Linked DNA regions of Mus musculus: regions 1, 3, 4, 5, 6 and 7 are each linked to region 2. Evidence: chromatin contacts called from public Hi-C, HiChIP or PLAC-seq and promoter capture Hi-C data. All regions are on one chromosome and are shown on one strand. Each heading gives the region's core, a stretch centred on a gene start, on an enhancer-like site or on the middle of the called end of the contact. The rest is flanking DNA. Distances are from core to core; before and after follow the strand shown. Region 1 holds the start of Pex11g (peroxisomal biogenesis factor 11 gamma). Region 2 holds the start of Evi5l (ecotropic viral integration site 5 like). Region 3 holds the start of Arhgef18 (rho/rac guanine nucleotide exchange factor (GEF) 18). Region 4 holds the start of Shcbp1 (Shc SH2-domain binding protein 1). Region 5 overlaps Pnpla6 (patatin-like phospholipase domain containing 6). Region 6 holds the start of Zfp358 (zinc finger protein 358). Region 7 holds the start of Pnpla6 (patatin-like phospholipase domain containing 6).

Region 1 (3,854 bases), core at 173-2,672, 700 kb before region 2:
AATCTGAAAGGTTTTTATCTTTTGTTTCTTTCTTTTGGTTGCTGAGGCTGGGTCTCACGTTCACCTCACTCACTGCATAGCCCAGCAAGTCACTGCCATGCCCCTGCCTCAGCATCCGCAAGGCTGTAATAACAAGCATGGGGCACTTAATCTGGCTAAAACTGAAAGCTTCTTTCGTTCTCTCTTCCTTTTTTAAAAGATGTAACATTATTCTAATTTGTTAATTTGAGACGGGGTCTCCGTAGCCCAGGCTAACCAGACACCGTGGTCATGATTAGAATTCCTGATCCTCCTGTTTCCACCTCCCAAACTCTGGAATGAGAGGTGTACAAGCATCTGGTGTACTTGAGACTGAGACCAAATCGTGCACAATGCACAAGCACTCTACCAATTGAGCCAACATCCCAGGCAAGGCAGAAGTTAAGAGGAGAGCTTGACATCAAAATCCAAAAAGTGCCACATAGCCGGGTGTGGTGAGGCACACCTGTCATCCCAGCCAGTATTTGGGGAGCTGAGGCATAAGGACAAGAAAGTTCAGGGTCAGCCTGGACTACAAGGTAAGTTATAGGCAACCAGAACTTCATAACAAGGTCCTGTTTCAACAAAGAAAGAAGAGGGGAAGAGAGGAGAGGGGAAGGGGAGGGGGGGAAGAGTTGCCATGGGGAGTCCCATTAGAGTGCTAGCTTGCTCACCAATGGTTGAAATGACAGAAAACAAAACTATTTCCCACCTCCTGGGCTCTCCTTTGCCCACAGGCAGGGGCATAAGGCTCTTCCGCCTAGCTCTGCCTTTAGCAGGACTGAAAAAGCAGTCTAGGTGGCAAAATAGCCATTTGCTTGGAAGACTTTAGAGAGGGGCCATTCAGTAAGACACTTAGAACACGGAAATTTAGCAGGCTCACCGCCCTTGTATCTTTGTTTCTTTTGTTTTGAGACAGGGTATCCTGTAGCCCAGGCTGGCCTTGAACTCCTGATCTTTCCATTAGAAGTGCCGAGATCACTGGCTTGTGCCAATATATCTGGTTTGTGCGGTGCTGAGGAAGGACCTAAAGGTTTCGTCTATGCTAGGAATGCAGTGGGCTACAGTCCCAGATCTTTTATTATTTCACTTGCTTATCAGAAATGATTAGTTTCAAGCTGTGTGTGATGGCACACACCTGTAATCCCAGCAATTCGGGAGGCTGAGGTAGGAAGTTCTCAGGTAAGACACCAGCCTGCCGACAGCCTGCTGTCATGTAAGACACCGGTCCCTTTAGGACCCCCTCTCTGGCCTGTTTTCCTCATCTCTGAGACCTGACCAAACTCCAGGTCACTCCGGTCCCGCCAAGGCCCCAGACTTCCTCTCACCAGGCGGTCCCGGACCCGGTGGGACTCCAGCGCGGAAGCCAGACGGTTCAGCAGAGCCATGGCAACTCGGTCGTGACGTCACCCAGGGCGGGGTCAAACTCCTTTGGAAAGGTCCGAAGGTCCGCGCAGGCGCAACTGCCTGCCCTTTGTCCGAGTACTGCTACCTTGTAGGCGTGCTAGCCCGAACCCAGTTTGCAAATGTATTACTGCCACGTCTGTCCTCCCTGCCCACGGACACCCAGAATGACCTTCTAAGCCTGTTGAAATTCGCTCCACCGCTGCTTAGGCAACTCCGCAAGCAAAATGTTTCAAAAATTAATTCATTGCCTACGGGCGGGGGGGGGGGGGAGCGGGGAGTGGGGACAATCAAAAGCTTCACTTGTGGGCTTCATGTACCTGCTTTATCAGTTTGTCTGTTCTGAGCATCTGTGACTGGTGTACTCTCACAAGGCATCTTGATTTTCACTTTCTTTGAGGGGTGATTAGATTTCTTTCTTTTTTTTTTTTTTTTTTTTTGAGGATTTCATTTAGTTCACGCTATCTTTGAACTCACCATGTGCTCAAACTGGCCTTACACTCCTTATTTAGTCTCCCAAATGCTGGATGATAGGCATGTGGCACAAGGCTCCAAGACATCATTAGATATGTTATATTAGATATCATTAGTTACCTGGCTAAAAGGCACCTTTAGAAGAAAAATGAGCTCGGCAGGGAACAAGTACCTTTAATCCCAGCATTCAGGGGGCAGAGGTTCTCCGTGAGTTCCAGGCTAGCCAGATCTACATAGGGAGCTCTGGGCCAGCAGGATGGCACAGTTGGTAGAGGCGCATGTAGGTCAAGCCTGAAGACATGAGTTCCATCCTTGGGACTGGCATAGTTGAAAGTAAGAACCCACTCTGGTGCTAGCTGTCCTCTAACCTCCACAGTTATGGTGTGGTGCACATGCGCGTGTGTGTAAAAACAACTACAAAATAGTCAAAGTTCTCTTCCACTCTTCCTTCCAGGAAGGACAAAAGTTGATCGCTAAAGGTGTTTGATCCATATCTACCTGAGCAGGGCACCCAGAGAATTCACCTTAACCAGCTGTGTTTTGTTTTGTTTTGCTTTGTTTTGTTTTGTTTTTTTGTTGTGTTTGGAGGAGTGAAGACACAAGTATTTTGAGTATTTGTTTTGAAACAAGATCTTATGTAGTCCAAGCTGGGCTCCAACTGAATTAATTTGTAGCCAAGACTGGCCTTGGACTCCTCCTGGTCCTCCTGCCTCAACCTCAGAAGTGCTGGCATGACAGGTGTGTGCCACCAAGTCTGGTTTGTGTGGTGCTGGGATGGAACCCAGAGCTCTCTGCATGGTAAGCTAATGTTCTATACTGAGCCACATTCACAGACCCCAGAACAGTATTTTTTTTTAAAAAGATTTATTTATTATTATAAGTACACTGTAGCTGTCTTCAGATGCACCAGAAGGGGGCATCAGATCTCACTATGAATGGTTGTGAGCCATCATGTGGTTGCTGGGATTTGAACTCAGGGGCTTCAGAAGAGCAGTCGATGCTCTTAACCACTGAGCCATATATATATGTGTGTGTGTGTGTGTGTGTGTGTGTGTGTATAACATATATATATAATATATATAGTGTATAACAATAAATAATATGTATATATTATTTATTATATATATAATATATGTGTGTATAACATATATTATATATATATATAGTGTATAACAATAAATAATTTTTTTAAAAAGAGGGAAAAAGAAAGAAAGGAAAGGAAAAAGAAAAGACCCAGAATCAAGCAAAGAAATTATTTCACTCAGGTCAAATTATTTCACTCAGGTCTGATATGGTGAAGCAGTGAGTTTATTGAGGCTGCTTAAGGGAGCAGGGTAACGCAAAAAATCTCTAGAAAGCCACCCCAGACTGGAGGATGATTGAGAGAGCTGCATTCGTAAAGCTCAGCTGGTAGGCAGCCTAGCTATTCAGACAGTGTCCTCTCCCCATCTGCTCTTTGTGTGTTTATGTGTGTGTGCATGTATGCACATGCAGGTGCTGTGTGCTCATGTGAGCATATGCTCTCAAGACCAAGTGTATGGGTGGCCTCAGAGGGCACAAGCATTGAATCCCCCAGAGCTAGAGTTACAGACTGCTATGAGCTGGACGAACTTTGGTCCTCTGGAGGAGACATATGTGCTTAATTAATTCCTTGGCCGTCTCTTCAGCCCTTGTTTGTTTCTAGAAGAGTGGTTCTCAGCCCTTCTAATACTGCAACCCTTTAATACAGTTCCTCATGCTGTGGTAACTCCAACCATAACATTATTTCTTTGCTACTTCGTAAGTGTAATTTTGCTGTTATAAATTATAATGTAAATATCCAATATTCAGGATATCTGATATGGGAGCCCTGTGGGAGTCACTACCTACAGGTTGAGAACCACTGCTTTAAAAGGTGAAGGAAGGGCTGGAGAGATGGCTCAGCGGTTAAGAGTACAGACTGCTCTTCCAGAGGCCCT
Region 2 (4,101 bases), core at 1,050-3,549:
TTTGAGCCATGCTTCCATGTAACCTAGGCTGGCCTCAGAGTCACTGTGGAGCTGAGAACGGCCTCGAACTTGTCTTCCTGCCTTCACCTCCCTGAGCTGGGGACTACAGGTGTTTACTACTATATCTTTTTTTACCAACGTGCTAGGATCAAACCTGGGGCTTCGTGCATGTTAGTTAGGTAGGCACTCTACCAACTGAGCTGCATCCTCCGCAGGAGGTTGATTTCAACTTGATGCTGTTAAATAGCACAGCACACAAACGGGCTGTAGAAGAACTTTTCTTTCCTTTTCTTTTCTTTTCTTCTCTTTTTTTTTTTTAGATGAGGGAAAGGAATACAGAAATGTGGATGGAATGAGGTTTTCAATCACCTGAGTATTTAGTAATAGTCTAGTTTTTCTTAACAGTTTCAAAATTTTAATGGGGCAATATAGATAAAAGAGGGAGAGTGTATGAGATCAACACTATAATACACATCCATGCACTCTGGAAACTAAGGTAGGAAAATTCTGAGTTTGACACCAGTCAAATGCGCTGCGAGTTGGAAGCCAGCTTGAGCTGTGGTGAGACCCTATCTCATAAATTTTAAGCCGGGCGTGGTGGCGCTTGCCTTTAATCCCAGCACTCAGGAGGCAGAGGCAGGCAGATTTCTGAGTTCCAGGACAGCCTGGTCTACAGAGTGAGTTCCAGGACAGCCAGGGCTATACAGAGAAACCCTGTCTCAAAAAACAAAACAAAACAAAACAAAAACAAAAACAAAATTAAAAATTTAAAAATCCATGTGACTGTCAACTGTTAGTATCAAATAGAAGCCCTGACTATACAAAAGGTTAAGATCTCAAACCTTAGAAATCCTGACAGTCCCTATTCTGAATAGACTCCTCTGTTTCCCCTCGTGTCCCCCCCCCCCCCCCCCGATCTTCAGCCATCATGCTGAACTTTTTTGTAGCCTTTTGTGAATCAGGCTGTACTCCACTACTCATCAGTCTCCTCCAGAGGGGAACCACTCCCCCTGCTGAACCTATGATCTCAGCTTTCCTTCTATGACACATCCTTCCTTGCCCCACCCTGTCCAAGGCCCATAACCCACACCCTGGAGTCATCCTCTTCTCAAGTCTTGTAGCTGTCAATGATGGGTCATACATGCTCTCTGCCCTCACTTACTTATTAAAAGAATCTAGGATCTGGCCAAGGTGGTGAGTGGAAGGTGAAAAGTGGGAGGATCTGGAGTTCAAAGTCACCCTCTGCTACACAGAAAATTTTGAGGTCATCCTAAGACTACAATAGACTCTGTCTCAAAAATTAAAATAAAAAAAAAATAAAAACAAAGTGGAAGGAGAAAGGGGAGGAGGAAAAAAACGAGGACAAGGGGGAGTCGGCAAAAGAACCAAGGTCCCATTCATTCATTCATTCTTCAAGCCTTTAAAGCAGCTCTCACGTGTGCGGCTCTGGACCCAAAGGAGACCTGACACCCCCTCCGCCGCTCTATACCCCATCCCCGCCCCGCCCCGCCCCGTCCCAGGAGAGATAATGGTTGGGGCAAATGAAGGATGCAATCGGCGTTTTGATGCCAGATTCACCCAGCAAGGGTAGGACCTGACCTAACCACCCGGCCACCACAGAGATGCTGGCTCTGAAGAGAGGCCTTCTGCATACGCCCGATCTAAAACCCAAGCCAGGAGCCCGGCCCTTGTCTGGTCCCGCCTATCCTTGCACCGAGACACGCCTCCTCATTAACTCCTCCATTTCATTCAGCCCATGGCCTTAAGTCCTACCGCCCAGGACGCCAACCTCATTCCCAGTCTCACGACTCCATTGGTCAAATACAAGAGCCCGCCTTCCATCAGTGTCGCTGACTGCTTAGAAGTCAGGATCTCTTTCACAGCACACCCCTCCCATCTCAACAGTTACCAGGGACGAGGTTTGAAGAGCAGATAGTAATGGACGGCTCAGAACCTCTCATGATTGGGTAGAATTCCAGCTCTGGGCGGGGCTTAGTGCTTTCAGCTAAGGGTTGCTCAAGGCCTCAGCTTTCCTTCCGAGGCACACCTCTCGCCCATCACTATTAGTAGTTTAGGTGTCGATCAATATTATTACTTATTTTGATAGGTAAAATTAGATGTCCATCACAGATTCTCTCATTTCAATTCGCTCCTCTCCTCAGAGAACCGTAGCCAGGGTCCGCCTCACGGGGTGGCTATGGATTGGTCAGGTCTTATGTCATTCTTCTACAGTGGGCGGAGCCAAAGGCCTAAGGGGGCGGTGAATTGGTTGACTGGGCTGGGGGGCGGGGGGCGGGGCAGCGGCTCCTGTCAGCGGGTGAAATGGCAGTGGCGGAGCCAGCGACGGCCGCGGTCCCCGGGGGTGGCTGATTGAAAGGGGCCGGGCCGCGGGGTTTGCGGGACCCTCGAGCAGACGTGACCGTGGGTCGGGGCATCGGACGACACAGCGCAGGGACAGCGAGGCTCGGCGCGGCGATGGAGGCGCTCTCGGCGCAGGTAGGGCGGCCCGAACCGGGCCTCTTCTCCTTGGGGGCGTCAGTGCTGCGGGGCCCCGCGGGGAAGCCAAACCAGGAGCGTGACCTGGGGTCGCCTCGCCTCCAGAATCCACGCTGGGAGCCTTGGCATTCCCAGTCCCGGACCCTGGAACTCCGGCCTCCGCCCACCCTCCTTCCCGATCCCCTCAGGATCCCTCCCAGGGCTCCTAAGACCCAGTGTCTCTTCGCGACGTCCCCCACAGGCTCAGGACCTCTGTACATCTTTCCCAAGACTCCTCTGTTAGAATCTGTCCAGGGCTTCCCCATCCCCCAGTCTGCAGACCTGCCCCCCCCCACACACACACACCATGAGCGTCTCCTTTCCAATCCACAACCACCACCACCACCACCCCGAGTCCCAGGACCCCTCCCATCTGCACATCTCTTGCCTTTACATCCCCCTAAACCTCCCACTTGGCTTCCTGTCTTCTGTGTCTGGCCTACACCCTCATCCTCTCCAAGGAGACCAAGATCAGAGCCCTATACTCTTTCTTTCTGACTCCACAGAAACCCATGCCTCACCTCTTAAACGGAAAGATTCCCAACTGAATCCAGAGACATCAGCTCAGCCTGCTCACTTGGCACCCCTCCTGCTCAAGGGCTCCAATAAAAACAAAAACAAAAAAAACATCACTTCTAGTCTTCTGAGAAGACTATACACTGTTGCTGATCTTGAGCCATCTAGATGGCATCTTCCTGAAGAAATGAACACTCAGGACTTCCCAAAAGACCAAAAGATAGTGCTGAATCCCATCCCCCATAGACACACCCTCCCCATCCATCTTTCTGATACAGAGTGGGGTCATTTAGATACCCCTAAATATACAGGAACCTAAGGGCCCAACCCAGACCCAGGCCCATGAGTGCTCTCCCCCCCCCATCTCTCTCTCTCTCTCTCTCTCTCTCTCTCACACACACACACACACACACACACACACACATGAGAACTTCTATACACCTTCTTGAGCCCAGTACCCTCAACAGACCTCCTAACTCAGACAAAAGACAGAAGATTGTGAGGTGGCAAGCTCTGTCCCCAGCACCTAGCCTGTCCCTTCCACCCCATTCTCTTTGAGTTGGGACTCCAGGGCGTGTCAGGGCCTAAGATCTACCTACCACAAATCTCTCCCCCCCCTCTCTCTTTCTTATCCTTTTTAATAGGAAGGACATTCTTTCCTACACCAGTGTCCCAAAAGGAACCAGTGCCCATCTCCAAATCAATGGCACCTCCCTATACATACCATGGGGAGTGAGATCTTCCAGCGGCTCCTGGCCCCAATCCTAAAGTCTGACCAGACTGGTAGGACCAGCATCCTTGAGCCTATGGCATCTGTTGGCCTCAGATGATATAGACAGTGCTGCCATCTAAGGTGCTCATCAAGGCCAGTTTCTGAGAGCCCTGTGAGTTCTTTTACCCACCACCAATGTTTGGTCAAAATAAAACAGCTTCCTCCTAGCATGTGGGATCTGCTCAGACTGGGTCAGACCTGCCAAAAGCAAGCACCTCTTTAAGGAATATTTTCAGAAGGGTTAAAATGTGAAGAAGACAGGGGGGGTGTGTGTGAAA
Region 3 (4,128 bases), core at 1,415-3,914, 810 kb before region 2:
TCCGTGTGTGTGGCTCTGCATTGCACAGTACACCTGTAGAGGTCAGAGGACAACTTGCAGCAGTCATTTCTCTCCTTCTACTAACCTGGGATCAGGAATCAAATTGAGGTAAGCAGGCTCCTTTATCCACTTAGCCATAACACAGGCCCAACATTCCAGAAGATTAATGATCCACTCCTGGGAGCCAAGACAAGCCGGAGAAGTCTGCAGGGGTCTGGCGAGTCTGAGAGGCTAGATGTGGTTGAGTGTTTGTGTGAGATGCTCTTGTGTCTCCAGATTGGCGCTGTGTAAACATGTGTCTCGGAGGTCTCCGTCTCCTTTGGGGTGGTTTGAATAGGAAACACCACCCATAGGCTTGTGTATTTGAACATTTGGTCCCCAGTTGGTGGTACTGTTTGGAGAGGTTATAGAACTTTTGGGGTACAGCATTGCTGGAGAAAGACTGCCACTAGGGATAAGTCTTGAGAGTATGTAGCTTCACTGCCCTTCCAATTTGCACTCTGCTTCTTGGTGGTAAATAAAGATGTGATCTCTCAGCTTCCAACCCCTGCTTCCTTGCCTTCCTGGCATTAAAGTACATCTAGCCTGTTGCACTCACCTCGTCCAGCAAGAAAAACGCAACACAGTCGGATTCTTCTCAACAGCCTTCTTTATTTCAGGAACACCTTGCTACGGGAACTCCGGAAACCCAGGAAGGACTGCTTATATACACCCCAGCACTGGGGAGAGCTATGTGTCCTCCTGGGATTGGTCAGTCTGCCGGCACTTTGATTTGTATGCACCTGCTCGGGAGGGGTTGGCGCCAGATTCGGGCTATCGCCTGCGCAGTGGCGTTGTTTATGGCGACGGTGTACCGGAGGCCGGCGCCATCTTTTAGGCGCCCGGCTGCCTACACTAGCCCTCTGGAACTGTAAGCCAAAACACACTTTCTTCTGTTGCTCTTGCTTGTGGTGCATCCTGTGTGCCACGGCATGGCCTCACTGTCTATACTCTATGTGTGTTCACCTGTGCATACAGTTCCACATATATGTGCAGAGCCCAGAGTATAATGTGTGTCTACTCAGAGCTTTCTGCGCGTATAGACACTACTATTCTACACAGCATGTGTGTAACTGTGCTCAGCTTCTCATGTCTGTGCAAAGACCAATGTATCCACCCAGGAATCTCTGCATGTGTGAATGCTGCTATTTGTACATTACTGTTTCCCAGAGGGCCACATTTGAGAACTCACAAGAGTTTCATGCTAAGAGACCACTCACTCAGTTCCAGTGTGGAGCCAAGTTTAAACCCTTCTTCTGCTCACCTTTTCAGGTACTGGTGTACCCATCCTGGTAGGAGTGAAGATAGTCTATATTCATTCCTATTATTAAGTGTGTATGTGTGTGTGCACATGTGTGCATATGTGTGCGTGTACCTGTATGTGTATTTGTTTGTGTGTGTATATATATGAATGTATATATGCAGGTGGCTGTGGGTATGTGCGTTTGTCTGTATATGAATATGTGCTTGTGTGTGCAACTGTCTGGGGTATGTGTGTTTGTCTGTGTGTGGATATGTGCGTGTGTGTGCATGCAATTGTGTTGGGTGCCTATAGAGGTCAGAAGGGGCACAGGACCTTCTATAGCAGAAATTAAGCAGTTATGAGCCACCCAGTGTAGGTGTTGGGAACTGAACTCAGGTCCTCTAGAAGACTAGCAAGCACTCCTAACCACTGAGCCATCTCTCCAGCCCTGCGCATACCTCTTGCCTTCTATTTAAACCTACATCTAATACCAGGTCTCTAAGGATGGACTTGGAGGGGAGAGGTGGGAGGAGCAGGGGGCCGTTTGGTCCTCTTACAGGTGCAGCAACCCTGAATAGATACATTTTTTCTACTTCTCACTGTTGTTTGCCCTGGTTGCCTAGACTTCCTCTGAAGACTGGGCTGGCCTCAGATTCAGAGGTGCGCCTGTCTCTGCCTGCCCAGTGGGATTGAAGGCGTGCACCACCACATGCACTTATTTTTGAGACAATGTCTCTCACTGAACCTGGAACACTGGATCAGACTGGGTAGCCTGCCCTTCCCTGGGATTCTCCTATCTGCCAGCTCAGTACTGGAGTTCTCACAGGTGGCCTTACCACACCCTGACTTTATTTAGTCAGGTGGGGGTGGGGAACTAAAATCAATTCCACTTGCTTGCACAGCAAGCACTTGACCCTTTGAGCCATTTCCTCGACTGACTTTCTTAGAATGAGTCGCTGAATCTGGTTTGTTAGGAGACTGCCAGGACTCAAGCTCTAACCTTAACAGCTCTGGTAACAGTGCGTTAGTTGAAGAAGTGGAGTTAGCGGTAGTGGCAGTATTTACACCGGGAAAACAGACAGATACCAAGCAGAATGATCGCTGGTAGACATTTACAAACCCAGCGTTCAGCTCCACATGTTTCCATGGGTCCACACACCCACATATGTGTCTGTCCCCATGTGTGTTCCAGCGTGTGTCTGTCTAGAGACATGTGACTTGCATGTCCCATGTGTCTCTGTTTGTGTGCCCGAGTGTTAGGGTGAGGCCCTCACACCCCGTTCCTCTTCAGCAGTTGGCGCCACAGGAAGCTGCCGGGTGGGGGTTCAGTGCTGCTGCCTCCCCTCCCCTCCCCTCGTGGGAGGCTTTACATTCTTTACTTTACTTCCCCGTGACGCCTACGGCAGGTACAGGCTGAGGGTGGACTCCCAGATCCTCATAACCCACCTCCATTTGTTTTCTCCTCTCCTTGCTGACCCCTGCTGCCTGCTGCTCAATATTGATGAAGACAACCATAAAAAGCCGGTGGCTTAGAAAGAGGAAACTGGGCAGAGTTGAGCCACTCTGTGGTTAGCCTGGCTCATGTGTCCCTTGAAACCCTGGTTGTGTGACATGGGAGCTGCAAGAGCTGTTAACAAAGCCAGTTACCTACCTGAGCAAGAATCGGGAACTCATGGGTGAGTGACTATCTTGAAGAGTGGTGGGCACTTCGGGATCTGCACGTCTGAGAGTCTGTGAGGCAGGAGATTGACTCCTATAGCCGGGACACAACAGTAAGAGAGTGGGGCAGCTGTTTGCACTGCAGAGATCAGGAATCCTAAAATGACCCTGGAGGGTGCTGGGGAGATAGCTCAATTGATAGGGTGCTTGCTTAGCATGGGCAAAGTCCTGGGTTTCATCCCCAGCACTGCATAAGTCAAAGCTGGGTGTTGTACGCTGTCAAGCATCACTTGGGAGATGGAGGCAGGAGGATTAGAGGTTTAGGTTATCCTCAGCTACATAGGGAGTTCAGAGGCCACCTGGTCTAGAGGAGACCTATGATGGAGTCTGAAGGAACCTTTTGTAAGCAAAGCCTGTGTGGGGACGGAGGAGTAGGGGGCCAGGGATGAGGGAGGAAGTCTAAGCGCCTTTTCAGCAGGTGTCCGTGTTTTGCCTTGTTCTGTTTTGTTTTGCTTTTGAATCTGGGTCTCACCATGCAGTCCAGGCTTGCCTCCAACTCCCAGCATTCCTACTTGTGCCTCCCCAGTTCTGGGGTAACAGGTATGCACGCATACCACCACACTGCAGCTTGACCTCTTCACCTTTCAAAGCATTGGCTCTGGGGTTTTGTTCAGCCTTGCCTGACACAGACTTGGAGAATCCTGTCTGCAAAGCAAAATTTTAAGGCTGACATCTGCTGAAAAGCCGATCTTTCCAGGTCTTCCAAATGGGGACCACCCTCTGCTCAATAGCCCTCCAGCTGTAGGCCCTTAACCCTGGGGAGTCACTGGTGGCTCCCTTTGTGGCCCAGTTTGAGGAACCTCCCACAACAACTGCCGGAATGGAGTGAGGTGAGGAGGCAGGCTGTGGTTTGTACCAGGCACACCCAAGACTACAGTTTCCTCAGTTTCTGTTGACTTTGTGCACTCTCGGGTGTAGGAAGGCGACCCCTGGAGCCATGTATCAGTGGATTTAGAGCTGACCACTCTAACGGAGGTGGTGAGTTAGGTAGGAGACAGGCTTTGAATGTGGCTCCCACAGGGCTGACCCTCCAAGAGAGTCACCCTGGTTTCTGAGGGAAAACTCCAAGTTGTACCCACCTTTAAGCACCCTTCTTGTGACTGTAAATTCCTGTCTGAGGCAGCTTT
Region 4 (4,147 bases), core at 1,549-4,048, 610 kb after region 2:
GCGTTCTTAGCCCTTTGATTGGTAGAAACTAGGTTTATTAAGTTGATGCACTCCATATGCTTTTTAGCTGTATTTGTCTTTTAAATTGAAATTAAATTAAATTAAAAAATTTGCCAAGAAACAAAGTAGAAAAAGAAAGTCATCTACGGAAGACATTCATGTTTTATTTACATATTAAGAAATAATTACCATAAGAAAGCTAAGATTTCCATTACCTCACATATTTTCTTTAAATGGTGAAAATACATGATCTACTCTACTCTTCTTGCTTTTCATTAAGTCTACTTTGACAAACAGTTTCCCCATTCTTTGGGAAACCATGAAGTAAACTCTGTTTCTCTAAGTTCAGTGTTTTATTGTGACTGTTGTTTTGGTTTGGTTTTATGGAGACAGAGTTTCATGTAGCCCAGGCTGGTCTCCAACTTATTAGGTAGCCAAGCATGGCCCTTTATTCCCATTGCTCCTGCTCCTACCACTCAAGTGCTGGAATCACAGAGATGCACTATCACTCCTGACTTGTAAATGCCACTTTTAAGATTTCTCATACAATAGCATACAAGTTTAGTTCCTTACAGACAGACACTTTAAAGCTGACTCTTCATATTATAACGCTTTCACATTGGAAATACTGGCTGTTTTCTAAGGCATCTGTACATATGAAACTTTTGGCTGTTCACAAAGTACGCTTGTTGAAGAATTAAGTCACACCTATGATTTCTCACATCAACCTAACTCTGTCCATTACACATTATAACTGAATGTGTTAATATAAACTAGCTTTAAAAATCATCAAGGCCAGACACGGTGGTTCATGCCTTGAGCCTCCAGTACAGGTGGAACTCTGAGTTGGAGGCTGGCTTGGTCTACATAGTGAGTTTCAGGTCAGCCAGGACTATGTAGAGGCCCTGCCTCAAAGTAAAAAAGGAACTGGGGATGGTAGAGCTCTTTCCTAGCATATGTAAGGTCACAGTTTGGCAAATAAAATTCCCATGATTAGGTACAATGAAGCTGAGGGTTAGAAAAGCTGGGTTAGGGCTGGGGCTCTATGAGGCGACAAGGCGGCAGACCTTCTGCACTGGCTAATCAAGAGTGAAAAACCTGAAGAGATGCAGGCAGGAAAACGGAATTAGACTAGACTTGCTATACAGTCAGAGAGAGACCACCTGGACTTCTGCTGTGAGCTTTGAAAATCCCACGGCCACATTCAAGGCAGTATTAGCACCCATGTTTCTTGGTTGTCCCTTGGTCAGGCCTGAGGAGCGATGCGACAGGCATGATGGAAGTCGAGTCCTCTTACTCGGACTTCATCTCCTGCGACCGGACAGGCCATCGGAATGCAGTCCCTGACATCCAGGGAGACTCGGAGGCCGTGAGCATGCGGAAGCTCGCTGGAGACATGGGCGAGCTCGCACTTGAGGGAGAAGCACAGGCAGAGGGAAGTACCCCAGACAAGGAAGCCAGCAGCCAGCCTGAGAGCAGTGATGCGAACACCTCGTCCTGAGTCTGCCTGTGGTCCCAAGGCTGGAAGAGACCTGCTGTACCTCCCGGACTGGAGCCCTGGCCAGCCAGGCCGACTGAGAGCCTCATGGAATCCTCTGTGGCCCCCACTCCAGCCAAGTCCTCCACCCACACCGCAGGCTCCACTCTTCCCCACCTCCCCACGGTGCTCAGGTACACTCTGAAGACAACCAGCACCACGAGATATTATTTATTCAGCTAGGCGGGGCTTGAGCCAGGCCCTGCCCCTAGGTGAGCAGCTGCCACCTGGACAGGGACTGTCCTGTCACCACTCACCCTCCAGCCAGCCTGTCTGTCAGGAAGATCTTCCTAGCCCTTTTTTAAAGCTTCTTTTACATTTTTAAAAAAACATAACTTTTTCAGAGAGAGAGAGAGAGAGAGAGAGAGAGAGAGAGAGAGAGAGAGAGAGAGAGAGAGAGAGAGAGAGAAGCTGACAATCACTTTTCTTCTGCTTTGGTTTTGGGTTTTGGTTTTGTTTTGAAAGCGGGTTTAAGCTCAGTTCTGATGATCTATGCAGCTCTAAGTTTCCTCATGGCGCCTCACAGATCCAGTTTGGGGAAAGGATTTGGATTCAAAACTAACTGACCAATTCTTTGCCCTTTTTACCAAAAGACTGATACTTAGGCCCAGGAAATAAATGCTGGTGGTTTGTGTTGGAAAAAAAGAAAAAAGAAAAGAAAAGAAAAGCTGGGTCAATTCTATTTCTGGATTCTATCCAAACTCAGCTCTGCTGTCATCTGTCCCCAGTGCATAGGATGAGAGTTCAAGGTTGTTTTTAAAAAGGAGAAGCGTAGCACATGATCCCTTAGATGTAGGTTAAAAACAAATCAATCAATCAATCAATCAATCAATCAAACAAACAAAAACTTGGCTCATGAAATAAATGAATACAAAGCCCCCTGAGTCCCTTCCGTCTGGGGAATGTCCACCCAGATCCAACCCCTTCTCTTCTCCGGAAGCTGAGTCAGGAGGATAGAGAGCCTAAATTGGCCACAGTATCTCCCGACTCCGAAGTCGTGAGAGCGGGGCCAGACCCAGCACAGAACTCCCCACCCAGGTAATCGCGTCCTTAGGGTGGCCAGGCCCGGCCGGCAACCACGAAAACAGCTCTCCGACTCGGGTTGAGGTGCTCACCTTCCTTCCAGGACGCCGGTTCCTTCTCCGCCGCCAAGTCAGGTCTCGGTGGAACCATAGCTATAGGTTCCAGAACTCCACCAGCCCGCAAATCATCAGCCATTTCAAATTTACGCGGGCGGCTGTCACAAACCAGAACGCGATGACGACATCTCTAGCGTCAGTACTCGACTAGAGGAGCATCTTCAGCTTTCAGTAACTGCTCTGATAGTCCTTCAGCGCCACCTGTGGGATTGGCGGACTGTTCTCGATCAAGTTCTTCCCAGTAACAAAAGGAAGTTGAATGTTGATGTAATTTGGAATGCTTTCTCAAAAATCAGCAAGGCAAACTTGGATGTTGAGCATAGTAGAAAAGATAATGAAAGTGAAATGATTAAGATATGCCATCTTGATTGACTCTATGTTTGCTTAAAGAGTTTTTAGGTCAGTTGACCTTGGCAACACCTTTAAGATTTCCAGAGCCTTGGCCATGGTCAGAGGTATTAAACGAAATAATTAGCAAGTTATGTCTAAAATAACTACTATTTTCTGCTAATAATAAATGCTTCAAGATTACTCTAACACCCACTTTACTTTGGTTTACCTTTAAAACTATATATCCTTGAGCTTTGTCAACAAGTAAGTTTTTAGGGGCTCAAGTTTGATCTCCAATAAAAAGGACGTAAAAGTTTTAATTGGCTTAATCAGTGTGGTTGTCAATTACAGTAGATCATTACAAACAACACAAAAGCAAACAAACAAACAAACAAACAAACAAAAACATGTATGTGTTTTAGCCACTGCTAGTGAATGCTATTACGTGTGTGTGTGTGTGTGTGTGTGTGTGTGTGTGTGTGTGTGTAAATCCCTTCATGACTCAGGAGCTGGCTACAGATGAAGCAATATTAGAATGTTGGTATAAGCAGCTCTGTCACTGTCACCATCAGGAACCAGACACTGGGTAGTTTCAAGTAATGTTAAATTATATTTAGATAGGCTGTGGTGGCATATGCCTTTAATTCTACTACTCTAGAGTCAGAAGCAGAGACAGAGACAGGAGGTAGGTCTCTAGGAGTTCCAGGCCAGATTGGTCTACAAATCAAATTCCAGTTCAGTAAGGGTGATATGGTAAAACGTCTCAAAAAGTTATATTTAGTATGCTATTTGATTAACTTTTAATAAATTAAACTGTAACTAACGTTAATAGCTATTATTTACTATACAAAATACTGCCAGCAAGTTTTACCTACAATATCTTATTTAAATTTCAAAAATCATTCTATGGAGCTGGAAAAATGTTTCAACTGATGGGATATTTGCTAGACAAGCATGAGGACGTGTTTGGTCCCCAGACCCACATAAAAAACTAGATATGATAGTAACCATTTGTAATCCCAGTGCTGGAAGAGGGATGGTTTGGAGACAGGACCACCCTGGATCTTATTGGTCAGCAAGTCTATCCAAATTGGCAAAGTTCAGGTTCAGTGAGAGAACTTATCTCAAAAAATAAGGTGGG
Region 5 (3,941 bases), core at 1,363-3,862, 630 kb before region 2:
AGAGACGAACCAACCAGCAAGTAAAGTCTGAAGTCTGAAGTGAGGCCTTGGCAAGAGATGGAAATGACAACTCCATCTAGGCTGGTAGCTGAGAAACTGAAAAGTCACAAGTATATTCTTGTCTTAGTCGGTGTTGGGACATAGTAGCCTGAGTCAGGATGGGATGTGCTCTGCGTAGGCACAGTGGATTTGAATGGTTCTAACATTGCATGGTGGGTAGCTGGGTATAGTAGCACACATCTGTTATCTCAGCCCTTAGAGGTTGGATGCAGGAGGCAGGATTTCAAGGTCATTCCCAGCCATGTGAGACCACATATCAGAAAAGAACTGCAACAAAGTTGTGTAATGGGTCTCACTGAGATTAAGGCCCAGAGTAAAGGGTGCTGGCCATGTCTTAACAAGAAACACCCAAGGATGGAATTGTATGTGGGGCACTACACCCATGGCCTCTGTATGGTGTTATCATAGCTTAGAATAGTGAGGATCGGGCTGGTGAGATGGTTCAGCAGGTAAGAGCACCTGACTGCTCTTCCGAAGGTCCTGAGTTCAAATCCCAGCAACCACATGGTGGCTCACAACCATCCGTAACGAGATCTGACTCCCTCTTCTGGTGTGTCTGAAGACAGCTACAGTATACTTACATATAATAAATAAATAAATCTTAAAAAAAAAAAAAGAATAGTGAGGATCTGGGGGGGAGGATGACAAAAGGCAGGGATAGAGGGGAATGAAAAGGAAGTGGGGGGGGGTGAGGAGAAGTGGGGGAAGAAGAGGAGGGGGAAAGGGAGATAGGTAGAAGAGGAGGTGGTGGGGAGAAGGAAGATACCTCTCTGAACACAGAGTTGCTCAGCCGATCCCTGATTGGTGTCTCAACAGGCTCCGGGCTCAGTGTTCCGCAGCACTCGGAACTGACCAACCCAGCCAGCAATCTGTCTACTGTAGCTATCCTCCCTGTGTGTGCTGAGGTGCCCATGATGGCCTTTACTCTGGAACTGCAGCATGCTCTGCAAGCTATTGGTGAGCGATAGGGAATCTGTTCAGTGGAACGGTGTGTCTATACTCCAGTCACCCGTACTAAGTGGTGGGTGAGTGGGTGGTGGGTGCGAGGGAAACGGAGCCTAAGCCGTGGGGATGGGTGACAAGCGCTCTGTCTAACTTCCATTCCTCAACCCCACTAGGTCCCACGCTCCTCCTTAACAGTGACGTCATCCGGGCACTCCTGGGGGCTTCAGCACTGGATAGGTGTGTGGGGGTTGGGGAGTGGGGCTGGAAGGGCAGAAGGCCTGTGTTGGACATTCTTTCAGATTGGGCTGGAGAACTAGGCTTCTGAATCGAGGAGTCTTGCCTGTCGGATCAATAGGGAGACGATGTGGGGCAAATCCCTTTTGGTAGCAGGGGTGTCAAATTGGAAACCCAGGGGCCATATGCAGCTCTTATAGTTGTGAGATACTGTGGCTCAAAGCAAACTTAAAATATTATGAGGATTTTAAAAAAATTGTTTGGGTTTTTTTTTTTCTTTGTAACTTGCTTATGTGGTTCTTGAGCATTAACATTGTTGATTTCATGTGGCAAAGTAATGCAAAACAAATATATGTGAAAATAAATATATATATATACATATATATATATGCCTTTGCAACACCTGAGTCCCCATTTCAACCCCACTCCCTGCCTTGGCGTGCATTTTAATTGTTGGGACCTGGAATTATCTAAATATTCCCAGCAGTAGAATTGCACTATCTCTATATTGGGAGAGGTTGTGGGACTCCAGGCCGGCTCCAGGATGACCCTCCCTCATTATATCTCAGCATTCAAGAATTCCGGCTGTCAGGGTGGTTGGCCCAGCAGGAAGATGCCCATCGCATTGTGCTCTACCAAACTGACACATCCCTGACGCCTTGGACCGTCCGTTGTCTGCGCCAGGCCGACTGCATCCTCATTGTGGGCCTGGGGGACCAGGAACCCACTGTTGGCCAGGTCTGGAGACTGTATGCACTGATTACCCACACATACACCTCAGTCTTCCCCTCAGGATCTCATCCCTTGTCCTTCCGTGCCTGTGGAAGGCCATGTACACTCATGCTGCTGTTCTGTGAGGGAGCTGAGCTTTGCCGGGTGTGGGTAGAGAAGGTATCAATGACCTCCACCTGTCTCTGTCTTCCATAGCTGGAGCAAATGTTAGAGAACACTGCTGTCCGTGCCTTGAAGCAACTGGTTTTGCTGCACCGGGAGGAAGGCCCTGGTCCCACGCGCACTGTAGAGTGGCTCAACATGCGCAGCTGGTGCTCAGGGCACCTGCACCTGCGCTGTCCTCGCCGCCTCTTCTCACGGCGCAGCCCAGCGAAACTTGTAAGGGGTGGGAACCTAAAAAAGGAACCCAGGGGAACAATCTGTCTTCTACCTCAGGGGTCGGGTTTGGGTGTAATATGAAGAAGAGCCTTAGGAAACACACCTAATGCTTAGGTGTATAATTTGAGGGATACTCTCCTCCAGTGGGGGTTGGGGCCAGAGAATAACTGTTCTTCCATCTGGGACCGAGGCTTGGGCGTGGCTTGAAGAAAGGCCCTGAGTGGCACGCCTCTGCTGCTTCCTGTTCCAGTTTGGGGACACACCCCTTTGCCTGTGGGCGTGGCTTGGTGTCACGCCCTCTTCCACCTTGAGTGGCATTTGGTACATCTGCCAAAGGTTGTAGTTTAGGGGTACAGCATGCCCCACAGTCGGGCAGGACCAGGGCTTGGGCAGGACCAGAGAGCTGAGACAGAGCCTGAACCAATTGCGGGAGTGGAGGTGAGGGGTAGGTAGCAAAGATGAGTATGTGCCTGAGTGGTCCCCTAGACTTGTTCTTTGTTACCTCAGTCTAACACATCTTTATTCTCTCCTGGATCCCAGCATGAGCTGTATGAGAAGGTTTTCTCCAGGCGTGCAGACCGTCACAGCGACTTCTCCCGCTTGGCACGAGTACTCACAGGAAACACTATTGCTCTGGTGCTGGGTGGGGGCGGAGCCAGGTAAGAGACAGGCTAAGTAGAAGACACAGCTTCCTTACTGTGTCCTAAGGATGTGTAAGGGGTGGAGCTTATTACCCGGGAGACACCCCCACAGCCTGGTTAGTGTGTTTTTTTTTTTCAGGAGGGGAAGTGAGAAGAGAATTCCTGGGGGTAGGTCCCCAGAGATCCCCAGCTTGTCACCGACTCCCCTCTATTCTACAGAGGCTGCTCGCATATTGGGGTGCTGAAGGCATTAGAGGAGGCAGGAGTCCCAGTCGACCTTGTGGGAGGCACATCCATAGGTTCCTTCATTGGGGCCTTGTATGCCGAGGAACGCAGCGCCAGCCGAACTAAACAACGAGCCCGGGAGTGGGCCAAGGTGTGTTTTGTGGGGGGTGTGAGGAGATGGGGTTGCAGGGCCCAAGAAACGCAGGGGGATGTGTGAAGATGCCATAGCCTGATCCGGTAGTATGGGTAGGGCACTGGGACTTTGGACTAGAGCAATCATTGTATTGACTGACACTCTCCAGCCCTGTGTGTATGTGGATATTCCTGGAGCCACGATCTCTCTGTGACTAAGCAACTGCTTTTGACCATTTGATTCCTAGAGCATGACTTCTGTACTGGAGCCTGTATTGGACCTCACATATCCTGTCACCTCCATGTTTACTGGCTCAGCCTTTAACAGAAGTATCCACCGTGTCTTCCAGGATAAGCAGATTGAGGTATGTCCGTCCCCTACCCCTGGCCCTGCTGCCTCTTCCCCGGGGTTTTCCACCATCTTCCACTTTGGTTCTCACCCCTTCCCAGGACCTGTGGCTGCCTTACTTCAATGTGACCACAGACATCACTGCCTCTGCCATGCGCGTCCACAAAGATGGTGGGTGCCATCCTGCCAAGCCCTGCTACAACCTTGTTGGCCGGCTGTGTGGGGATGGGTTGTAAGGGGAGGGG
Region 6 (4,215 bases), core at 757-3,256, 670 kb before region 2:
GGTCAACCTGGGCTACAAGAGACCTTGTAGAGGAAAAGAGGAGGGAAGGGAGGGAGGAGACTAATATCTGTGTACAGTGAGACTGATCTCAAGGGGAAAAGAGGGTGCTCTCTGGAAGGGGGTGTTGGGAGACTTCTGTGGGTGGCATGGACTCAGGCTGGGTAGTTTTAGGGAAAATTATGGTTAGTGCCATGGTTATGGTTAATCCCAGTCTGTGGCTGGGATTCCAGCTACTTTTATCTCAGCGATGTGGGTGGGTTGAAAGTAGTGTGGGTTATGGCTGGCAAACGGGCAGTCATGTGTGTTATGGGGACAAGAGGAGATGTGTGGTCATTGTTCTAGCTGCAACCTATTCTTGTGTCTATCTTAATTCAGCTTTGGTCAGAGGGTAGCCTTGCTGTACCATTAATTTCTCTTTGTGACCACTGTTTATACTCAGGCAGCAACATCCAGAGTCCAGCTGCCAGATCCCCCTGGGCTTGTTTTCATTCCCCCTGCGGTGGAGGGAGCTGGGGCTTTAAAGTGTGGTCTAGAGCCTTCCTTGGTCCTGGCTAACGTCTTCCAGAAATCAGCTCTTGGTCCAGCCTCCTGGACTGCCTCTGGTGTCACCTGTCATTTGAATAGGAAGCTGAGAAAATGGAAGGATCAGAGGGCAAAAGGTTACCTAAAATTAGTGAAAGATTCTACTATCAACAAAAACTCTGTGTGTGTGCACTTGTGTGATAGAGACAGGGGAGGGGGAGAACTTGTACTTACACATATATGTGGACTAGAGAGATTGACTTCAGGTGTCTTCCTCAATGGGTCCCACCTTATTTTAATTTTTTAAAATTGCATTTATTTATGTAGTGGTGTGTGTATATCTTCCATGTGGAGGTTAGAAAATAGTTTGATCTTTCCACCCATGTTGGTCCTAAGGAATCAGACTCGGGTCCTTGGCCTTTCACCAAGCACCTTTACCCACTAAGCCACTTGGTTGTCCCTCCAACCTTACTTTTTGAGACACAGTCTCACAATGACCCTGGGAGCTCACTGATTCAGCTAGACTGGCTGGCCAGTGAGCCCTTGGGTCTTCTTGCCTCAGCCACCTCAAAGCTAGGATTCTAGATACCCACCACTGAATCTGTCCTTCCACATAGGTGACAGAGATCTCAAGCCAGGTCTTCAGCTTCTGCAACAAGCAGTTTACCGACTGGGTCACCTCTCTAACCACCTGTCTTACCACAAACCATCACCCACTGAGCCATTTTGACAGCCCTAAACTTTCTGAGATAATACTAGATGAAGAAAAGACAAGTGCATATTTAAATTGCAGGCCTTCTCAAAGCACACCCTCCCCCGGCCTCTTGCTTATATAATTTGAGTATCATGATAGCTGGTGTTTGAAACAAGATAGAGAAATGAAAAAGAAGGCAAGACAAAGGTAGGCAGAGACAAAAGGCAGAGGCAGAGAAAATGACTGGGCCAGAGGCAAAGAAATTAAAAGAGGAAAAAATAAATTACGGTAGAGAAGGAGAATGGGGAAAAAAGGAGGACTGGAGAGATAGTTCAGCATGTAAAAGTGCACGGCCAAGCCTGCAGACCCTGGTTCTATCCCTGGGATGGAATAAGGAGAGAACGGACTCCTGGAACTTATCTACTGATTTCCCCATGCGCAACACGGCATGCATAGGCACTGAATCCATTTTTTAAAGAAGATAATGAAAGAGATGGAGAGGAGGGGACAGAATGGAAGAAAGATGGACAGATGGAGACAGAGATACAGATGGAGAGTCAAGATCGGGGGTCGGAGAAGGGGCCCGAAAAGTCACATGGGTGCATGGAGGGTTAGGGTGGCGCGGGTTGGTAGGGCGCAAACAAAGACTGGACGCGCGCCAGCTCGGGTGGCCCTGGTCGGGACAAAGGCTTGGCCCGGGGGCGGGGGGGTGGGGTGGGGCGGCGCGGGGGCAGCGATGGCGCCGGCCGCGGAGGGCTCGAGCGAACTACAAGTCCCAGCAGCTCCCGCAGCGGCCCTCGGCCGGCCCCTCTCGCTCCCCGGGAGTGCCTGGCGGGGCCGCTGGGCCGAGGGGGCCGCCAGCGGGTCTGGCGATCGGTGGGGTTTCCTGCAAGCCTGGGGCGGGGAGACACCGGCTGGCCAGCGCGAGTGCAGCCAGGCCGGGCAGGGGCGAGGGGCATCGGGTGAGTGACCCCGAAAGCGGATCGGGCTGGATTGGGGAAGGCTGGACAAAAGGGGGAGGTGGTTGGGAGGAGACCCCTCAACACTAAGAGCAGGGTGCGGGGCGCGGCCCCAGGCTATCTCTACGCACCCCTTGCAGAGTACATGGTGCCAGCGCTCTACTTGGGGGGTCAAGGTGGCGGACGCGGTGGGAAGGGGGTCCGGAGGAGCTCAGGCCTAGTACGTTTATCCGGCCAACGGCGGGACCACCCCCTAATCTACAGTGAATCTGAGATCCGGATGGGTGGAGGCGCCCGCTAGCTCGGAACCCACAGAACAGAACACCTCCTTGTTTCAGAAGGGGGTTCTTTTTTTCTGGAAACCAAGAGAAGCTTGGGGCATTGTTCTTCCTATGTGGGACTTTATACTCCATAGTGTGTGTGTGTTCAGAAGGGAGGTGTCGTGTTACCTCAAGAATCCCAAGAAAAATCCCAGTTATTGTTATCTTCCACATTCAGTCTTAGGATGTAGAGCTCTGGAAGCTCATTTTCCCAAGAGATGATCGGGGTGCACCTGCCCTCTGCACATCTACGAGACAGATGTGAGTTTCCATTCAAGATGGGAGTTCATGAGGCTGCTTCCTTCGAAGGCAATCTAAAAATACCTTGTCTCCAGAAATCTGGGCGGAGACCCCGGGGTACTGCCCACTAATCTCCAGCAGTTGGGCCTAGGTAGAGAAACTGTTGGGGGAAACTCAGCGCCCCTCTGTGTACTATCTCCTGACTGTGAGGTTGGGGTCAGGTAGGTCTCCCTAGTCCCCTGGAGCCCAGCCCAACAAAGAGTTCACTTAGCCCCAAGGTAGAGAGGTGTTACTCTTTCTCCACATCTGCCTCTTTCCCTAAAACAGTCTTCATACCCTAATCAAGGAGTGTGTGGTTCAGGAACTCCCTTCCCTTGAAGACATTCCTCCTCAGCCCTCTGTGCCCCACCCCCCAGTTCTCTCTGTAACCCCCCAGAGGCCCCCCCCCAAGCTATAGTTATCACCGGCTCTTCACCAAGGGGTTAAAATCCACAATCTTATAAGCCAATTGGAAAATTGCTATATTAACTGCTCTCTCCACCCTCTGGCTGTGGAGTTCTTAGTGATCCTTCTGCCCCTTTCCCCAGAAGGGGGCCATGTATGCACCCCTCCTTAGTTTTGAAAAACGTTATTATTTTGTAGCCCAGGCTGATCAGATCTGCCAGCCTCATCCTCAAAAGATGCTGGGATAACAGATGTGTGCCACCACTGCTAGCTCAGGTTTCCACTCCCTGTCCTCTGGTTTAAGACAGAACATATCTCACTCAAGCTAGAATTCTAGAGAGGTCTAGAATTCTTTCCTGGAAGCAAACAAGGAGCCCTGCAGTTTTCACCGTGACAGAGAAGGACTACTAGGTATCCTTAACTTCCCATCCTTACCACTACCCATTCTACTTCGGTAAGACAAGTCACACACATTCCCCTCTTTATCAGGGACCCCCAGATCTACCAGTTTGCAGGGTGGGGCAAGAATTCAGACCATGACCTCATGAAAAAAGAACCACAACACCCTTTCCCCCAGATTTAGGGTATCAGATCTGAGAACCGCCTTCCATAACACCCAAGTCCACGTACTACATAGAGCTCGGGATGGGGGTCTGGGATGCCGCTCAGAGGGTGGAGTGCTCATCTACCATTCAGGAAACCAGTACCACATAAGCTGAATATGCTTGTGCACTCCCTGTACTTCCGCACAGGAGGTTGAGGCAGGAGTATAAGTAGTTTAACATCCTCCTTGATTACGAGTTGAGAGACAGCTGGAGCTATGCAAGCCCCTGTTCAAAAAAAAGAACAAGATCCCAAGATGGCCCCCATCCAGGTTTGAGGTGAAAAGTGAGAGTCCCAGCACTAGGATCCTTCTCTTCCAAATCCTAGCTGGGACACCGGTTAGGACTCTTCCTGTGGTTAAAGTCAAGAACAAGAACTGTATATGTTCACCAGGGACTTTGGTGTGGCATGGCCAGTCCTCTCTCCCCAAGAA
Region 7 (4,128 bases), core at 235-2,734, 650 kb before region 2:
AATGACCACTTGATTCTCCTTGATACCCAGCCCCCCAGACTCCTTACAAGATGTTTGCTGGGTAAATTCTGCCTCCCTGCTACCCCACAGTCCTCTGTGCTCTCATCTAGGAAACTACAGCCTGCAGGAATGCTACTTCTTCTTTGTACCCTATAAGACACCACACACATACACATGCACACACACACAAGGCAAATATACATAACTATCCAAAAGTCAGTGCAGCTAGGTGGCTGCTTGGGACATTCCCTTCATCTCTTGAGAATTCTAGATTGAGGAGATGGGAGCCCGAGGAAGAGCATACTTGTAGAAAGGAACATCCAAAGACTGGGAGGCAGAAAGGACCTGGAGAAATAGCAGTGGTGCCAGGAAGTCACAGGGAGAATGTTCGGGGACTCTGCCTCATTCTGAGGCACTGGCAGTGGATGTGTGCACTCTTTCCCACATGGATAGAAGCTCTACCACAGGTACATTACTGTCACCCAGGCCCTAAGCAGCCACACTGAGTCTCGCTGCAACACTTGGATATCACGCAGGACCCGTGGATGCAGGAGTTCAGGCCTTATGCCCACTAACTCTTTTACACTGTTCCAGCTGAGATGCTGGGTTACTAAATACCAGTCTAGGCTTCTGGCCCGCAGCAGAAGGCACTGAACCAATGAGCCTGAGACCTGCGGCCACATCCGGGGATAGGGAAGATTTCTACAGTGAAGCAAGCCACAAAGCAAAGGTCCAGAAATGAGACCCAGAGTGGTCACATCAGAGCAACAGCAGGATGTCCAGTTGGCCGGACCTAAAGAGCACTAGAGGTCAGGACCATCTTTCATGCTGAGTTCGGGGAATCGTCTCTTTCCAGCACCCAGGAGGTACTGGCACAGAGAAGAGTGAGCTCCAGGCCTACATCGAGCAGTGCCAGGATAGCCCCACATCTGGCAAGTTCCGTCGTGGCAGTGGCTCAGCTTGTAGCCTTTTCTGCTGCTGTGGAAGGTTGGAGCCCCAGATCTGGGTTGTGGATTGATTAGAGGCTGGGGGAAGAAGTGTGTGCCAGAGAGACTGGGTGCCTCTTTTTTCCATTTCTCTCTTCCAGGGACTCCCCGGAGGACCATTCGCTGCTGGTGAACTGATCCAAGATGATTGCCACTAGACTTTATCCCCATGTACTGCTGGGACCCCAGCTTATTTATTTTTAGAATTTGCTTTAAAAGATCTGCGTCTGACAGGCCTTGTGAGGGCTTGGGCTGATCGAATCGGACACAGGGGAAAGGGAGGGCATGTAGGGCGGCTGTTAAATAAAAGGGAATGTAAATGCGGTGGTCTAATTTGTAACAGGTGAGGCAGCCCTTTCATAAATCGTCAGCTCCTTTAAGAGGCCGCCACACTAGGCATGGCTGGCGCAGTGCGACCTTCCAAGCATGGCGGGAGGCGGGGATGGGGCGTGTCCTGCAGCGGAATAATTTAAAGGTGCCGCGTCTGAGGCAGCGGGCAGAAAACTAGGGGTGTTGGCCGAAGCTGGGTGGACCTGGTTGCAGCTCCTGAATGGTACGAGTTTCCATCGACCGAGCAAAGGTGTCCCTTCGAGGACTGTTAGAGAGCTTCAGCTTTGCCCCGGATCGATTTGTCCTGATTCCGGGTAGGTCCCGACTTTTTGATGCTCCAATACCACCCCACCCCCATTCCTAAGTTCCTTGTCCCGGTGTTTCCGCATCGGTAGTCAGATGCGACCTGGAGTACGGAATGGAAGTAGTCAATCTAACAATTTTCCAGGTAACATCTCAGGGCCCTGCGATCCTTCTAAATTCCCATTAATAATAGTCTAAAGGCATCAGAAAGATCTCCAGCGTCCCAGGAGAGTCCCGGTAGCGTTCCTACCTTCCCCGGTATCTTCCTGGAAGCTCCTAGACTCCTAAGTAGTTATGTGTATCTCCGGATCTCAGTAACTTTCCAGTGCGTCGTTCCTCCTACCCTCCCCCAATTCCGGCGTCCCTGGTTACACATCCTGCATCATTTCACTAATCCCAGGGATGCTCCGCACCGCGAGACCCGGTAACTTTCCTTTTACGTGACAGTTAAATCTCCAAGCCCGAGCCTATAACACTTTGGGAGCTCATCTTACTCCGATGGCCCTAGAGCCCCCTTTTCAATAGATTGCACAGCAGTGCTTCCAGTGCACGCCCCAGCTTCCTTGATGGGCCCAGGCTTGGGTCAGGAGCCCAAAGTCCAATTGTCCCTCAGCCTCCTGGCTTACAGGTCCTGGTTTCTTCTGGAGTGAGACATCGCGTCTTTACAGGGTGTAGGAAGGGGTCTCGCCTAAGGGTTGGTTAATCAAGAGTAGTCAGACATACGGAAGGCCAGGCTAAGGAAGGAACCACTGCCAGAAGAGATCATGGCTTAAGGGCACCTGCCAGCGAGCTGCTGACTGTGGGTGCCAGGACGGCTACCCTTTTGGCCACAGGGTGCAGATGAAAACGTTACGGAGTCTGGTCCGCCTTATGCATAAGTGAAGTAGGACAAAGAGCTGGGGGCTGGTCTCATCCCTTGATCTGGGCGGGGAAATCAACTTGCCCCTATCCTTCTGTCTAGCAGTACCCCTCTAGACGCTCTCACCCCAACCCCGGCGAATGGAGGAGTCACTCCAGCCAAAGGTATCTAGGGGGCGTGGCTTGTGAGACGAGCTAGGGGTAAGGAGCCTGTAGGCGCTGCTGGGTAGGCTTGATTGACATCTTGTTCTGGTCCCTTTTGCTCCTCGATTTCCAGGACTGCAGGCTACAAGACCTGCTACCTAGTCCGAAACAATCGATGGAGGCCCCACTGCAAACCGGAATGGTAAGAGTTGGGGAATTTTTGTACCGGACTACAACTCCCGGCGGTCTTGCCGTGCACCACGCGATTCTCTCTCCGAGAACCAGGCATGTGCAGGTGAAACTACGTTTCCCGGCATGCATAGCGGGAGACCTAGTCTCTCGGAAGGCTTAGTTGCTCCCCCCACGTAGGGGGATGGGAAGGAAACCGCATTGACCCATTCTGCAGATGGGGACACCGAGTCACGAACTGAATACAACCTCCTCCGGGGCAGAGGTGATTCAAAAGACCCTGGAGGAGGGCTTGGGGAGACGGATATGCGTTGCCCAGCCTGTGCCGTTCGTTCCGCAGGTGCTGGGCGTGATGATCGGGGCCGGAGTGGCGGTGCTGGTCACCGCCGTGCTCATCCTCTTGGTGGTGCGAAGGCTGCGGGTGCAGAGTGAGGATTCGGGGGGAACCTTTGAGGGAATACTATAGGGATGGAGGGGAAGCTGCAAAACCTGGAGAAACCAAGCGGCTGGGGTGGGGATTTGTTGAAGCCTGCGTGGAGCTCAAAGCACCATCTTCCCTCCACCCCCTTCCCCGTCCCCAATCCCCAGAAACTCCAGCCCCGGAGGGTCCCCGGTATCGGTTCCGGAAGCGGGACAAAGTGCTTTTCTATGGCCGGAAGATTATGCGGAAGGTGAGTTCCAAGACCTACTGCTGGTCTGGCTGACCACAGCAGCCCAGCCCTTTCCTATTTACACGTTAGTGACCCTCTCTGCCTTCTTAGATCTCCTTAGAGCTCTCCTTCCTCTCCCTCCAATTGACTCAATATTCTAAATTCTCCCAGGTGTCACAGTCCACTTCTTCCCTGGTGGACACATCAGTCTCCACCACTTCCCGGCCCCGCATGAAGAAGAAACTGAAGATGCTTAACATTGCCAAGAAGTAAGGCAGACTCTGAGTGTATTGGGTATGAGACGGGTCAGCTCACACCGGAGTTTTTGCATTTCTAAGTTCTTGAAACATACTGATTGTCTGGGAAATATTCCCATAGTAGAGGGACATCTCAAGGCCCTCAGTTGGCAGGGGCTATCTCAGGGTTCTGCCATCTCAGACATGACACTTCCGGTGTGGGCGTGCTGGTCGCTTAAGGCTTGTCTCATAATGTTTCCCAGTTTCTGGAAGCTATCTGCCGTATATTTAGGAATCTACACCTATTGGAGAGTTTATTCAACGCGGCATGTTGCAGTTATCTCAGATATTTGCATGACTAGGTGGAGGGGCTGTTTCGAAATTCTGTTCTCCAGGGAAATCATTCTATCCACACAGGAAAGCATCTCTCTT

Evidence for each region. Promoter capture Hi-C pulls out the DNA fragments that hold promoters and counts their contacts. A called contact is a pair of places that touch in the nucleus more often than the background predicts. HiChIP or PLAC-seq counts read pairs in DNA pulled down with a chosen protein or histone mark. Capture Hi-C pulls out chosen DNA fragments and counts their contacts.
Region 1: a promoter capture Hi-C map of pre-B cells shows a contact between it and region 2. The contact joins the promoter of Pex11g here to the promoter of Evi5l in region 2. A contact is called at or near these places in 8 of 39 promoter capture datasets (the HPC-7 cell line, embryonic stem cells, hippocampal neurons and 4 more) and 3 of 115 datasets of contacts at active chromatin or transcription factors (astrocytes, memory CD8 T cells and pancreatic cancer cells).
Region 3: a Hi-C map of CD4 T cells shows a contact between it and region 2, with 2.3 times the contacts expected there. The contact joins the promoter of Arhgef18 here to the promoter of Evi5l in region 2. A contact is called at or near these places in 1 of 484 Hi-C or Micro-C datasets (CD4 T cells) and 1 of 115 datasets of contacts at active chromatin or transcription factors (large pre-B cells).
Region 4: a contact with region 2 is called in a promoter capture Hi-C map of adipose tissue, with 5 times the contacts expected there. The contact joins the promoter of Shcbp1 here to the promoter of Evi5l in region 2. A contact is called at or near these places in 2 of 39 promoter capture datasets (embryonic stem cells and erythroid cells), 2 of 115 datasets of contacts at active chromatin or transcription factors (embryonic stem cells and pancreatic cancer cells) and 2 of 9 other capture datasets (adipose tissue and liver).
Region 5: an H3K27ac HiChIP or PLAC-seq map of embryonic stem cells shows a contact between it and region 2, with 2.9 times the contacts expected there. The contact joins the enhancer-like site here to the promoter of Evi5l in region 2. A contact is called at or near these places in 6 of 39 promoter capture datasets (the HPC-7 cell line, embryonic stem cells, hippocampal neurons and 3 more), 1 of 115 datasets of contacts at active chromatin or transcription factors (embryonic stem cells) and 3 of 9 other capture datasets (adipose tissue, embryonic stem cells and liver).
Region 6: a contact with region 2 is called in a promoter capture Hi-C map of pre-B cells, with 5 times the contacts expected there. The contact joins the promoter of Zfp358 here to the promoter of Evi5l in region 2. A contact is called at or near these places in 3 of 39 promoter capture datasets (embryonic stem cells, neutrophils and pre-B cells), 2 of 484 Hi-C or Micro-C datasets (CD8 T cells and muscle stem cells), 4 of 115 datasets of contacts at active chromatin or transcription factors (astrocytes, embryonic stem cells and stem cell-derived neural progenitor cells) and 3 of 9 other capture datasets (adipose tissue, liver and macrophages).
Region 7: a contact with region 2 is called in a promoter capture Hi-C map of liver, with 3 times the contacts expected there. The contact joins the promoter of Pnpla6 here to the promoter of Evi5l in region 2. A contact is called at or near these places in 6 of 39 promoter capture datasets (the HPC-7 cell line, embryonic stem cells, hippocampal neurons and 2 more), 7 of 484 Hi-C or Micro-C datasets (CD4 T cells, CD8 T cells, double positive thymocytes and 3 more), 6 of 115 datasets of contacts at active chromatin or transcription factors (astrocytes, embryonic stem cells, stem cell-derived neural progenitor cells and 1 more) and 3 of 9 other capture datasets (adipose tissue, liver and macrophages).

The regions. Positions count from the first base shown.
Region 1 is chr8:3,466,226-3,470,079 of GRCm38.p6, forward strand. Pex11g (peroxisomal biogenesis factor 11 gamma) reads right to left here and starts at 1,423. Exons shown (of 5, transcript NM_026951.3): 1 at 1,347-1,423. The coding sequence starts at 1,406. It also overlaps a transcript of Tex45 not described here.
Region 2 is chr8:4,164,268-4,168,368 of GRCm38.p6, forward strand. It overlaps Evi5l (ecotropic viral integration site 5 like), which reads left to right and starts at 2,300. Exons shown (of 20, transcript NM_001346730.2): 1 at 2,300-2,496. The region is part of intron 4 of 4932443L11Rik (a long non-coding RNA gene); the gene reads right to left.
Region 3 is chr8:3,350,773-3,354,900 of GRCm38.p6, forward strand. Arhgef18 (rho/rac guanine nucleotide exchange factor (GEF) 18) reads left to right here and starts at 2,665. Exons shown (of 29, transcript NM_001370668.1): 1 at 2,665-2,958. The coding sequence starts at 2,955. Gm30369 (a long non-coding RNA gene) reads right to left here. Exons shown (of 5, transcript XR_870091.2): 2 at 4,081-4,128; 3 at 2,934-3,035.
Region 4 is chr8:4,776,769-4,780,915 of GRCm38.p6, forward strand. It overlaps Shcbp1 (Shc SH2-domain binding protein 1), which reads right to left and starts at 2,799. Exons shown (of 13, transcript NM_011369.3): 1 at 2,653-2,799. The coding sequence starts at 2,755. It also overlaps the pseudogene Gm6334.
Region 5 is chr8:3,533,654-3,537,594 of GRCm38.p6, forward strand. Pnpla6 (patatin-like phospholipase domain containing 6) reads left to right here. Exons shown (of 35, transcript NM_001122818.3): 22 at 877-1,017; 23 at 1,179-1,242; 24 at 1,809-1,977; 25 at 2,167-2,349; 26 at 2,890-3,008; 27 at 3,210-3,366; 28 at 3,596-3,712; 29 at 3,798-3,867. Among named protein-coding and RNA genes, the nearest start is that of Pnpla6, 20 kb to the left of the region's middle. Within about 2 kb of position 2,613, at least 30 of the 459 cell types and tissues checked have an H3K27ac peak or open chromatin away from gene starts, as enhancers often do. A contact at or near this core is called in embryonic stem cells and neutrophils, where this site is marked.
Region 6 is chr8:3,491,132-3,495,346 of GRCm38.p6, forward strand. Zfp358 (zinc finger protein 358) reads left to right here and starts at 2,007. Exons shown (of 2, transcript NM_080461.2): 1 at 2,007-2,178.
Region 7 is chr8:3,513,927-3,518,054 of GRCm38.p6, forward strand. Pnpla6 (patatin-like phospholipase domain containing 6) reads left to right here and starts at 1,485. Exons shown (of 35, transcript NM_001122818.3): 1 at 1,485-1,630; 2 at 2,584-2,642; 3 at 2,755-2,823; 4 at 3,151-3,238; 5 at 3,399-3,481; 6 at 3,632-3,729. The coding sequence starts at 2,619. It overlaps Mcoln1 (mucolipin 1), which reads left to right. Exons shown (of 14, transcript NM_053177.1): 13 at 857-987; 14 at 1,088-1,306. The coding sequence ends at 1,124.